Linked DNA regions of Macaca mulatta: region 2 is linked to region 1. A link is a contact called in public Hi-C data. All regions are on one chromosome and are shown on one strand. The core of a region is the stretch at or near the end of the contact, and the rest is flanking DNA. Distances in the headings are between cores, read along the strand shown.

Evidence for each region. A called contact is a pair of places that touch in the nucleus more often than the background predicts.
Region 2: a Hi-C map of fetal cortical plate shows a contact between it and region 1, with 2.1 times the contacts expected there. The contact joins two enhancer-like sites. A contact is called at or near these places in 3 of 14 Hi-C or Micro-C datasets (fetal cortex germinal zone, fetal cortical plate and liver).

What each region holds. Positions count from the first base shown.
Region 1 is chr3:88,905,599-88,908,125 of T2T-MMU8v2.0, forward strand. POU6F2 (POU class 6 homeobox 2) reads right to left here. Exons shown (of 3, transcript XM_028845856.2): 3 at 1,399-2,310. The coding sequence ends at 1,806. The region is part of intron 2 of LOC114676932 (a long non-coding RNA gene); the gene reads left to right. Among named protein-coding and RNA genes, the nearest start is that of POU6F2, 13 kb to the right of the region's middle. Within about 2 kb of position 1,268, at least 5 of the 40 cell types and tissues checked have an H3K27ac peak or open chromatin away from gene starts, as enhancers often do. A contact at or near this core is called in fetal cortical plate, where this site is marked.
Region 2 is chr3:89,437,124-89,439,650 of T2T-MMU8v2.0, forward strand. No RefSeq gene overlaps it. Among named protein-coding and RNA genes, the nearest start is that of VPS41, 29 kb to the right of the region's middle. Within about 2 kb of position 1,263, at least 6 of the 40 cell types and tissues checked have an H3K27ac peak or open chromatin away from gene starts, as enhancers often do. A contact at or near this core is called in fetal cortical plate, where this site is marked.

The sequences.
Region 1 (2,527 bases), core at 18-2,517:
GCATGAATATTTACATTTCAACAGCAAGCAAATTGACGGCTCTCTTTTGCCTGCTCCTTTAATGGAACACCGTCTGCCTGTACCTGGGTGAAAACACCAGTGGCAGGTGCCAGGTGCTCACCTGCACAGCCATCCTCACATCCTAACATGTCCTTCTTGCTTATCAGGTTATTGCAGCCCACAGATCTTTTAAGTTATTTTTTTAAAGGAAATAATCCTCTAGTTCTCATATTGAAGGGTATTCTAATGTGTTAGATAAGCCCCTTCTATATTTTTTTCTTTTGGTGAAAATTTCTTCAAACTTCCTTTCCCCTGAAGAACCTAGCCCCCAATTCCAGTTGTTTAAATTTGCCCGCCACCTTTCTGCTCCATTTATATATCCTGAAGAATAATTATTCCCCCCTGAAAAAGTCTGCCATCAATATTGGAATGAAAGAAGTAGCAGAAAAGATGAGATTAACAGGATACACGATGGCCTTTAATGATCCAGTTGCTATCACTTTCTTTTTAGCCTGTGTCTTTGTGTGTATGTTCATGGGTGTGTGCATGCCATGTGTGTATTTGACTGAAATCTTGAGACATTTCTTTGGCTATCAGACTTCTGAGAGAAATTGCTTTGCACAGAAGCATAACATAGATGTAAGTATTGAACCAAATGTGCAGCTTATGTTTATATTACAAAATTAGTTTTGGTCAGCTCTCCATGTACGTGGCCAACAGACTGAGAAAAATCCCAAGCTCTGGTGTGGACAGTGAGCACAATTACAGCTTATGCCAGTGTTGACAGTTCATCGAGCAAAGCCCTAGTTATTTTGGAGTCTCTCCTGCATTTCACTAGGATCTGAGTGGAAAAGACACTGTTCCTCCCCACTTCCGTGGCTTTCCAGCAGACCCCGGGAGCCACGCGCGAGGGAGATGGAGAAATGGAGGAAAAGAGAGAAATGCGAGCTCCATTTTCTTTTCTCAAACCCACAAGTCATAGTGAGAAAAAAGCAACAAATGCTTTGGCACACGATGCAGGATGCCCTCCCGTCAAAAAGAAAGAAAAAGAAAAAAGACCACCCTCCCCACCCCCCACCCAAGTAAAACCCAAAAGTGAGCCTCACAGAATGGCTTCAACAATGGTACCCACCCCGTGGGTGGAGACAATAGATGGGAAAGATGGGAGAAATCAGGTTTCCTATTGTTCTGTTAGTACAAATGTAAAAATTCGTAACACAACTTTACGCGCAGAGAAGCGTAGACGAACGATCGCGTTGCAATGCCATGTTTCTGACTTTGGTTAATAGGTTTCATAGTGAATCAGCACTTAGTACCTGAAGGGGTGCAGTCCTTCCTCCAGGTGGCAGGCTTGTATTCGCTTTGAACAGATCAAAGTTTTTGTTTCTTCGTTGTTGGTTTTTGGTTTAGGTTTTTTTTTTTTCTTTTTCCTTAAAATGTGTTCACATTTTCATAATATACAGAAAAAAGTACGTGGTTATTTGGTTTGCTTTAAGTCCATTAAAAAACTGGGTTTGGGGGAGACGGGTGGGGGAAGGGAACTATCCTACCATATACACCTTCAGTGTGGTGTATTCCTTGTTTAAAAATTTTCAAAAAAATTTCTTGTTTCCTATTTGGAAAACCAACAGACATGTAGAAACCATTCTGTCCACTTGGTAGTTTTCTTAGTCTTTTACTTACAAGGGTGATGATGGCCGGGGCTATTTTTAAATTAAATTAAAAGTCATTGTTATTGTCGTGGAGTCCCAAGCGTGGAGTTTAGTTTCTGTGAATTTTGCTTCTGATTATGGGTGGGCATCTCTTTAGGAGTTTTCTTCCAGAGAGTCTGTTAAGGGCTCCAAAGGGACTGCCGTGGCCGGCTCGTGCTGTTTTAAGCGTTTAATTGTGTTCTTCAGGGCTTGCCTCTTATTGCAGAACCAAACTCTAACTACTTCTCGGTCATAGTTCAGCTTCTCAGCAATTTCGGTCATTTCCTGCCCAGAGGGGTGTGTGTTCTTCTCAAAGTGGGCATTGAGGATCTCAAGGGCCTGGGGTGTGAAGGAGGTGCGCCGCTTGCGCTTTTTGGATGGTTCACTCCCGATAAACTCGGTCAGGTTCTGCATACCTGCTCGATGGCGGGCCTCAGCCTCAGCCATCCACCGCTCAAGCACCGGCTTGATCTTCTGGGCACTTTTAGGGGTGATGTCCAGCTTTTCAAACCTGGCAGGATACAAAAGGCCAGGGTTCAGTTTGGCTGTCAGACTGCTAGCTATAGTGTTCTCTTGGGCTTCCTGTGGTAGGAAAAAGTGGCTTCTCAGGATGGTGTGTCTGGGGGGGAAAATTGAGAAAGAACAGTCTTACACTGAGTCCTCTGCCAGGGTGGGCCTCCTGCCTGCCTGCCTGACTGCCTGGCAGGGCGAATTCGCTGCAGGTTAATAGCCAGCTGCAAGGTAGCCAGCCCTGCCCAAGCCAGCGCCAACCCTCCCAGCGTGCTCCATGCCAGACCATGCAAACCACACAGGCACACAGACGGGGGTGAGGAGAA
Region 2 (2,527 bases), core at 13-2,512, 530 kb after region 1:
TTGAGTTTAAAAGCTTTATTCATTGAATGAATGCTATAATAAATGCTACTTTGTCCCTGGAACTGAAATTACAAAAGGAAAATTAATGAAATAAGCTTATAGAAATCAGCATGGGATGGAATATGGCAAGGAGATTTTATGCAAAAAGGGAAGTGAATTCTATCTCATTGGATATTTAGAATGGGTAAAATAGGTGGGGTGAACATTCTAGACTAGGGGTACAGCAAGAGGAAAGGTAGAGGATTAGAATGACCACAGTGAGTGAAGAGAATGAGAACATATAGTCAATTAGTGAGGCAGAAGCTAAGTGACTAAGGTACTCACCAAGAGAGGAGAGAAATAACAGGTCGGATCTGTACATTATGGATTAAATGAGGTCTCACAAAAATTTGGGAGGAAGGTATTAATAACCCCATTTTACTGAGGAGACTAAACTGCACACACAGACTCCCCACAGCTACAAAGCCTAGAACAAAACTCTAGGAATCAAGTACTATTGTTTCTCGAAAACAGTTAAGCAGACTGCTGTGTTCTTTTCAGGCTAAGGGACCCTGACATGACATTAAGCAAGGGTCACACATTGGAAAGTCACCAGCTACATCTTAATGACATACTCTGACCCACAATTTTTGTTTCTGTTGTTTACTTTTGTAGTTGTTCACGTCTGAATAAAGGAACATTTCTCATAAGAACACTGACTGTGTGACCACACGGGGTCTGCATTCCAGCAGGGGTAGCATCTGAGGACGAGAGCTGATCACCAACTGCTCCTTCCAGTGAGGCCAGCGCTCTCCAGTTCTCACTGTGACTGACTCCAGACACACCACTCACTTGTGTCCACTGCCTGACCCCTTTGGGTATTTGAGTTTGCAAGTACTGCATTCAGATAACTCTACTGAGTAAAACATTATGGAAGCAACAACAACAACAAAAGAGGTGACCTTACATACGTGTTTCCCAAAAGGCTCTCTGTCCTCAGAAAGTCCCTTCCATCTCACACAATTCCCAACTCTGTGAGAAATCAGCCTTGGATGGAGAAGAAACACAGGCTCTTGGGCCAATGTATTTTGTTTGCATAATTTTTCTTGAAATACCTGTCACAGAAACTGAGCCTGGTCCGATAGGCTTCTGTAAAGACAATGTAAATGAGCATGGGTAGACAAATTAGAGCTATATAAATCCTAAAGAGTCACATTTGTTATACTCACAGGCATGCCTATTTAGGGAGGCAGGAAGATGCCAATGCCAAGTCTTAAATACAAAACAAATGGGCCAGAATCACAGTTACGTCATGGAAACAGGAAAATCAGTGGTTAGAGGACTGGCATAGCTGTAATTCTACTGTTGTTTTAATGTCATTTTTAGTTTCTGAACAGAAGAGTTTTTGATTTTTATTTTGAGATGATACAAAATTGTTCCACTGATCTTAAAATTGACTTCAAAAGACATGAGATACTACATTTTAGTCCTAAAGCAGCTGGTACACAATGCAGAAATTGCCATATACAAGTTTCCTGAAACCTTTGCGTATATATTCTAGTCAAAAAGACGTGTATTTTTGTAAGTAGAATAATTAATTTTCTCTTCATCACTAAAAAGCGTATTTTAGCATCTAATTAAATCCAATGCTGTGCAAGGCACTTTACAAAGAGAATTGCCTGTACTGGCGGAGGTAACAGCAACAACAAAAACCCACACCTGTAATCTCATCCCATGATCAAAGAATGATCCCTTTTTTAAAGTACCACTGACATTTTTCATATGGACAGGTATTCATATCATTATAATCCGAGACATGAGTCTACGACTAACTCACACATGTTTGAGATAAATAAATTATAGAATAGATTTGTTTTATGAAAAGGAGCTAGCAGTTCTCTGCTTTGAGACTCCTGACTGTGAGGCACGTCCAGCCAGCCGCGTGTGCCCTGACATTGTTCTTAGCTACTGCCCTGCTCCTTGCTGGTATTTGCAAACTCTTAACTATCTTGTTTTCTCACCTAAAATGCAGTTCCGCCACTGATCTTCTCTACTGGGAGTATAAACTAAGTCTACACAATATTTAGTCCTCAGCCATATCCAAGAGGGTTTCCCTGAATTCACTCTGGTGTTGGGTGTTCACATGATAAAAATCAGTTTCCTATATGTCAAGCAAAATATAACAATTTTATTGTTATTTTAATTTTACATTTCTGTGAATACAAAATGTTACATTTTTTTTCCCATAGGTTTATATGGCAATTTCAAGTTATCTTTTGTGAATTTTCCCCCTTTCCTTTGGAATGGTTTCCTACTAACTTGTGAGCGATCTTTTTAAAGATTAACACTTTCTGGTAGATCTGTGGGATTTTTTAAAAAGAGTTTTGAATGCACATAATTTTTACTTTTTATCAAATCTATCCTATCTCTTTTTTATGTGCATATATAATTAGGAAGTCCTTCTCCATAGTAAGACTAATTAATTGCATTTACCTGTACCATATTGCATTTAATTTTTTAATGTTAAAAATTTCATTTAACTCTACTT